2 separate regions of the Mus musculus genome follow, and region 2 is linked to region 1. The links are chromatin contacts, called in public HiChIP or PLAC-seq maps. All regions are on one chromosome and are shown on one strand. Each heading gives the region's core, a stretch centred on a gene start, on an enhancer-like site or on the middle of the called end of the contact. The rest is flanking DNA. Distances are from core to core; before and after follow the strand shown. Region 1 has its middle 94 kb from the start of Far2. Region 2 overlaps Far2 (fatty acyl CoA reductase 2).

Region 1 (3,896 bases), core at 729-3,228:
AGCCTGAGTGCTCAGTTTTTCTGGTAACCACTGGAGGGCCCCAAAGGTAAGTTTATAGACAATCACCAGGTATTACTTAAACGCTTTTTTTTTTTTTTTTTTTTTGCTTTGGTTTTTGGCTCCTTCTGAAGTTTGATCAGCTCCAGGCCTTTGGGGAGTTGGTGAGCAGCTATCTAACTCTTAAAAATGAGAGATGAATAACATTTGGCTGGAACAGACTTGAGTCAACTTTGGGCAGAGGTCACACGAGGATCTTGCCACACAGTTCTCTATGTAACCCTGAGGCCAGGCCGCCCACAATGTGCTTTGTGGACATGTCCTGAGCCCACACAGAGCTCCTTCAATCCACTTGCACCTTGACCCACAGCACTGTATATGTATTGTGTCAACTGCATGGATCACCAACCCCTCCTGCTCTCTGCTTTGGACTCTGTCCCAGGAGCCAGGCAAAGACTGAATTCACTCCCTGCTGGAGCCTGGAAATATCTCCACAGAAGACCCCTGAGGTTTTTATTCTCATTCTATCCTAAAGCAGGGAGCACTCTCAAGAAAGATGAAGGAGGTTTGGGTTCACAGGCACATGGGGCTACAGGGCTTCTACCCTGCATGAGGCATTCAAAGTTTAAAATACAGAGTGATTGCCATGGCGAGCCCCACAGAGGAGATGTCAGAATTTTGTTTCTAAGCACAAAGAGACTCTGAGCCAGTTCCAGGGGTTTTCCTGCCTCTGTCTCCCCTGCAGGAGAAAGAGAGAACAGGTGTGCTCCACTGAACTTGGACTGCTCTCTCTCCCTCCCTCCCTCCTTCCCTTCCTCCTTTTCTTCCTTCCTTCCTTCCTTCCTTCCTTCCTTCCTTCCTTCCTTCCTTCCTTCCTTCCTTCCTTCCCTTCCTCTTCTCTCTCTTTTTTCTTTTTCCTTTTTTAACATGTGCTGAGAATCTAGCTCAGTCTTCATGTTTATGCTGAGTCATTTCCCAGCCTCACAGTGATTTAATGTTATGAACCACAAAAGTGAGAGACAAACCTCAAGAGTAGAGTAGACAACTCTACTCTTGAGTTGAGTGGGTGTCCCTCCTGGTTCAGGTTCAGGCTCAGGGGTCCGGTTATAAGTCACACACCTACAGGCCAGGTAGTCATTTCCAGTCTAACAAAGAAATGAGAAGAAATGCTGGTCTATAAGTCTTGCTTCTAGTGACAGCAAGCTCCACCAATTTCCATAGCTCTTGGAAGCCCATGGTTTGCCGTTCTTACACATGACCTGGTTCTGCTTGGATGGCATGGGAAGCTAGCTGAATCCATTTCTTGTCTGAGCCACCGTCTCGGCCAAGTGACAGGGTGAAAAGGCCCTTCAGACATGGCCCAGAATCCAAGCAGCTGTCTCTACTGTCTAAGTATTAATGGCTTAGTTCACTCACAGAGGAGAGAGGCATGTAATGCCCAACAAGCTTAGCCTGATCTGGGGTTCAATTTGAGTTAATCGGCACTGCTTCTGGAATATGCCTATGTGGGTTTTTCTCAGTAAGTGCAGTCAGCAAGTCTGAACGGAGCTCTCCTATGCCGACCCACACAGATCAACTTGGACTTTGCGACATTGCATCATCATAAGAGGACTTCAGGGTGCTCTGAGCCAAGTAGAATTGGCTAAATGGTTAACACATGACTTTAGGAAAAAGCATGGGCACTTCTCAGAGGACGATGGGGCTAAAAACACTGTGGCTACCTCATCTCAAAACCTGAGTGAAATTAAGCCCAGAAACCCTTCATTTCTCAATCATAAGTAAGGATAAAAATTATAAGCAGGAACTAGGATTCATGGGAGACAGAGCCACAGAAGAATCTTTTGGCAGCTTACCAGGTCCTCCTGATAGATGTATTTGAATGTAAACATGAGCTTTGAACCCAAGATGTAAAATGGGGCAGAATTGTTGCCAGTTAAATAGAAAGAAGGTAAATCACCGACATTCTTCACACTTCCGTTAGAGGGCATTCTTGCCTCACAGATGCCTGGGTGTGTTTATCACAGAGAGTGTTTTCTTCCAGGTCTGCAGGTCTGCATTATAGGTGGTCTAAACTGGCAGACTCCATGCCAGGCAAGGCACGCAAAGCTGGGGGGGGGCGGATAATGTGACATTTCTTCCTGCTTTCACATACCCAAGGTAATAGAAATCAGCTTGGCTCAAAACTGTGCTCCTGAGCTCCAGTTCTCCACTCTGTCCCCAACCCCACCCCCACCCCCACCCAGACCCCAAACCTTGTGCACTGCACTGCCAGGGACTGCCAGAGCCTTCCCCAGGGAAGCTGAAATCATGAGAGCCGCTTGATTATTCAGGGAGATTTTGTAAATGCAGCCAAGGAACAGGAAGGTGCCTCAAGTCCTGGGGGAGTGAGGGGCTTTCCTCTCCCTGGGCAGTCACCAGGGCCGCACATAGGGAAGAAAGCCAACAGAAAGCCGTGCATCTTTTGTAACTCCAGAATACCCCAGTGCCAGGATGTCTCCCAGGCAGAGGCTTCCCGAACTCTGAGGCCTCCCACAGGCCAGGCTTCTGTGTGTATGTGAGAAAGGAGCATATGTTGAGTCATACACATACCCACCTAAAGGAGAACGCAGAACACCGTGGCTCTAGAGTTGTTTGTAGAGTGCTCAGTTCTAAAGCCTTAGGCATGAGAATTGGTGTGAACCATGGTGTTGATCTCTCCCAAGGCCTGGCATGATGATGCTTGCTGCCACTGCTTCCAAAGTCTGGCATGATGATGCTTGCTGATGCTGCAGTGAGCAGAAATGCCTAAATACTAAGGGAAAGGGAAACACTTTGTGTGCTGACCACAATGTGGTACTGAGGCACAGGTGGGAGAGGATGAGACATGGGACCAGGAAGCTGCCCCTGTTACATAGGCATACAACCATTGGGTCCTAAACACAGAAGAGAGAGTCCCTTGGCCTTTAACACTGGAGGAGTGCAGGGTAGAGCAAGAAACTTGGGAGTTCTCAAGGCTGACTCTCAACTGCCTCAGTCCAGTTCCCCGTGTTTATGCTTGTAAACAGAAAAGCAGATTGACACAACACTGAGGATAACCTCCTCTACCCTTCTCCTCTCACTCTCCAAACACACACACACACACACACACACACACACACACACACACGCACACACACACATGTATACACATACATGCACATATACACACATACACATGTGCACACACATTCACACATATACACAGGAACACACATACATATGTGCACACACATGCACATATATACACATACACACATATACATGCACACACACATACTCATGTGCACACACATTCACACAGATACACATGTACACACATGCACATGTATACACATATATACACATATACATGCACACACATACTCATGTGCACACACATTCACACACATACACATGTACACACATACACATGTGTATACACACATGCACAAACATACACATATATATGCACATACACTGATGTATGTGACAACTTTGGGTGTCATTCCTTGTTTTTGTGATCTTTGTTTTTGAAACAGAGTTTCTCATTGAATCTCACCAACTAGGTTAGGCTGGGCAGTGCCCCAAGTATCTGCTTGTCTGAGCTGGGATTTCAAGAATGCTGCCCATGTGATTACTAAACCCTGTGCTTGGGCAACAAGCACTTGACCAACTGACCAGCTCAACACCCTGGCTCAACAGTGAGGACTTGGTGTCAAGGCAGTAGCTAGGATTTACCAGTGTTAGAGCATTATTACAGAGAATATTTATCTTCAGGTGACTATAGAAAATCATGTCAAAACAGTACTAGGGGAAAAAAAGCTTTTATGAGATTCTTAAAGTACAGAACTGGCAGAGGACCCACAAATGCCAAGCGAACCTGAATGACTCAGTGTCTCTCT
Region 2 (3,896 bases), core at 917-3,416, 140 kb before region 1:
CCTAGAAGTTCTCTTCCTAACCCCCAAATCACCACAACTTTCCTGTGCCTTCCTGTGTGGCCCCATTTCAGCACTTAAAAAACCTCTCCCAGATGGCCCTCACATTCAGGGATGACTGAGAGTCACTGATTTATCTTAGGTCCTCTTGGCCCATGGTGAGCTTGAGACACTGTGCCCCACCAGGTGTCACCACACCCATGGCAGTACAGCTTCTGTAGCAGCGCTCTGTGTAGTTACCAGCTTCTTATGCTAGTTTTCCTCTCTGTCCTTTGCTCTTCCTGGCACAAGACTTCATATACTTTCCATCCAAATGTCAGTGTGCCTTATTACCCCAAGGAAAGAGAGAAGTCATCTCAGTGTTTTGGCTTATGCCTGTAAGATCTCAAGAGAGGCTGACGTAGGAGAGTCAAGAGTTCAAAGTCAACCTGAGCTACATGTTGAGACACTGTCTCAAAAAGACTCAACAAAACTGAGGAGATGACGCATCCAATAAACTACCTGCCAAGAAAACATGACCAGAGTCCAGACCCCCAGTACACATGTAAAATCAGGGTACACATCTGTAATTTCAGCTCTGGGACATACAAACTTCAGGAGCCCTGGAGTTTGATGGCCAGCCAGGCTGGCAAATAGGTGAGCTTTAGGTTCAGGGAGAGATCCTGTCTTAGAAAATAAGGTAGAGAGATTGGGAAAAACATCCAACATTGAGTTCTGCTTCTCCACATACTTACAAACATGAGTATGTATACTTCTACACAGGTGGACATACATGAACACACGTGCACACACACACACACACACACACACACACACACACACACACACACACACACCAAAAGTATGGGAGATATTCAAGTTGGATCCCAAGGAACCTTCCATTTAACTCAGAGGCAGCAAACACTTTGATTACTGGACAGGAGCCAGAAGCCTGGAAGTGGAACCAGACCATAATTTTACTCAAGACTGTCATAGAGGACCATTATGGGAAAGTCGCATGCCCTGTGAGGCTGTAGCATGGCTCTTGGGGTCTGAGGCCGCTTGCCAGGTTGAATGCAAGCCAACTGTTAGGAAGCACCAGCAGTTTCCCAGTCCATCTCAAAGAGCTAAACACCTGTGTCAGGTAATGTTAGTGCCTCTCTTAGACACAGCGTCTTAATTGCTTTTGATGTGACACATGATGGGAACACATCAGCAGCCGAAACCAGCATGAGACAAGACCCAAAGTGCGCAGTTCAGTTCTACACAGGGGCGATGATTACGGATAACCTGAGTAGTGAGTCAGGTGGAGCGGTAGGGGAGCACCCCTTTGGGAGCAAGCTGTCTTAGAAACACGTCACTCCTAGATGGTCTACTCACTAGGAATCCCAGTAAGGAACTGGGACGCTTCAGTCAGAATGCCTGCCCCTGTTAGAGAGTCACTCCTTAGAGATGGGGTCAGTAACACCATGCCTCTGACCAAAATCAGAGTTCTCATTTTGAAAATAAGCTTTTAGCTGGGAATGGTGCTCTACTCCTGTGATCCTGGCACCTGGAAGGTGGAAACAGGGGCATCAGACATTTAAGGTCATCTTCAGCTATATACTGAATTTAAGGTAGTGTGGGTTATACAAAACCCTGTCTCAAAAACAAAACAAAACAACAACCCACCCCTCACCCCCTGGTAAACAGAATATTAAACTTTTCATACTGGGTAGTCTCCAATTGAAAAAATTTAAACATAGTATTTTCTTTTAAAGTTAGAAATAATCTCTGGGTCCTTTTAACATTAAATATCTGGATATTTAAACCACAGCCATGTGACACAGTTGTCTGGGAGTCAGGACTTCTGAGACATTGAGACCCCAAGTTTCTTTTAGCCCTTAAGGAAGCTCCCTGGTGTGAGGCCCTTCTAGGCTGGCTATGAGAACCATTTCTTTTGAGTTCAGGGGTCACATGAAGCCTTTGCTACTCTCCCGAGGGTCTTGTCTGCACCTGATCTAGCCAGACCATACTGACTACAGCAGGGAAAGCTACACATATGGATCTGGTCTGCACACCACATTCACCCTTGCTTTCCGGGTATAATCATTCAGTAATCACTGCGAAGTGGCTGCTTGTGCCTTAGAATCAGTGGGTGAAGGAGCCAATGCTTACGCAGCACACGGAGACCGGGAACTAACTAGATACAGGCTGTGCCAAGAACAGAGGGCACGCTTCATTCCTAGTCCACAGACCTCTCTGAAACTTCTGAAGACCTCTGCAAAGACTTGGGTTTTGGAAGGGACCAGCACCTTTATTATCCACACATAGTACAATGACCAGATTGTACTAGGCAAGGCACCCCAGAACCACCCATGGAGTGAATTAAGTGGGGGTTGGGAAGCGGAGGTTTTATGAACCCATTCAACCCAGAATTTCAGATTTCTTTATAGCATAATGTGATAACTATGTGTAATCACTGCAGTTGATAACAAATCCTCAGATAGTGTCTGTCAGGAAAGACCTAGTCAAAGCAGGTGGCTCGCTAGGTGCAGAACTTCATCTCACCTTGGGGTCAAAGCATCTGCTGCTCCCTCTGCCCAGAACCCATTTGGTTTTCTTTCGATTGCTTTGAGACAGTTGCATTGTAGCCCAGGCTGGTGCTCATTCTAGAAACCAGCCTGGCCTCACACTTGTTGTGGATAGCCCTGGTGCTAATTGTATTTTGATGCTAATTCCACTTCCCCAAGAGGGGTTGCCTGGGATAATGCATGAATCACATACTCAAGTGACTTCAGGAGAACGTTCCCCTAATAAATAAAGATTTCAGGGGACCAATAACTGGGTGAGGAGTAGGCAGGACTTCCAGGTCAGAGAGATGAAGTGGGGGGGGGGGGAGCAGAAGGAGGAGACTGCCCAAAGGGCAGGTGGAGACCAAAATGTAGGTAGTGGAGGCTCCCAGTTCAGGTGGCAGATCTGTTGGGATCTGCTACCGGAGGATTTAACTTAGAATGGCTTAGAGACTAGGATGCTAGTTGCTGCACCCAGTGCTTGAGTTACCTGTTAATTCTGAACTAAGTTTGTGTGGTGTTTCCCTTCACGCAGCAACTCAACTGGGTTCCAGAGAGAAAGGTACAGTGGCAAAGCGTGGCCCAAAAGGCCTTAGAAATTTGAAAGCGTGGGGCTGGCATGGCAATGGCCCTCCATGGGAACTTAACAAATTGGGTGGAGAGATTTCAGAGCTCAGGGTTAGAGAGTCTGCAAAGATGAGAACAGGCTGGCCTGCCTGATGGTGTCTGGCTGGCGTAGCATGGATTGCTTTCTTAATATTTCACGCAAAACACACTGATGGCAATGCTGCTGTCTCAGCTTCAGATGTGCATTGCTACTCTATCGAGCATATTCTCCTCAAAACACTTTCCTGGGTTGGAGATGGCTCTGAGGCGAAGATCACCTGCTGCTCTTTCAGAGGACCCAGGTTGGGTTCCTGACACCTAAATGGTGATTCACAATCATCTGTAACTTCAGTTTCAGGGTATTTGAGACCTTCTTTTGGCCTCTGCTGGCTCTGCACATGTATATATGTGATGCACATACATGCATACATACAAGAAAACCTCTTAGACACATAAAATAATAAGAAAAACTCTTGTGTTTTGTTCTGCAGATCTCAGCAGCTGAACAACACATCCTAGGCACCCCTTTTTATGTTTTATGTCCAAGTGACTCCTTAGTGTGTGTGTGTGTTAGTTCCTCCATAAAATGTGCGGGAATTTTCATTGTTTATTTTTATGACATTTTTGTCAGTGGTCTCATTGTAGTATCAATTACAATGAGAGAATAGGGTCATGTCCTCTCAGAGGGGTGGGGGGTGGTGGAGGGGGGTGGGGGGTGGGGGCCCATGTTTACACAGAGCTGTGTCTTCCTGGGAGCCATTT

Evidence for each region. HiChIP or PLAC-seq counts read pairs in DNA pulled down with a chosen protein or histone mark.
Region 2: an H3K4me3 HiChIP or PLAC-seq map of intestinal crypt epithelium shows a contact between it and region 1, with 5 read pairs. The contact joins two enhancer-like sites. A contact is called at or near these places in 2 of 484 Hi-C or Micro-C datasets (cortical neurons and embryonic stem cells) and 1 of 115 datasets of contacts at active chromatin or transcription factors (intestinal crypt epithelium).

What each region holds. Positions count from the first base shown.
Region 1 is chr6:147,951,568-147,955,463 of GRCm38.p6, reverse strand. No RefSeq gene overlaps it. Among named protein-coding and RNA genes, the nearest start is that of Far2, 94 kb to the left of the region's middle. Within about 2 kb of position 1,978, at least 40 of the 459 cell types and tissues checked have an H3K27ac peak or open chromatin away from gene starts, as enhancers often do. A contact at or near this core is called in intestinal crypt epithelium, where this site is marked.
Region 2 is chr6:148,091,576-148,095,471 of GRCm38.p6, reverse strand. All of the region lies in intron 1 of Far2 (fatty acyl CoA reductase 2), which reads right to left. Among named protein-coding and RNA genes, the nearest start is that of Far2os1, 26 kb to the right of the region's middle. Within about 2 kb of position 2,166, at least 4 of the 459 cell types and tissues checked have an H3K27ac peak or open chromatin away from gene starts, as enhancers often do. A contact at or near this core is called in intestinal crypt epithelium, where this site is marked.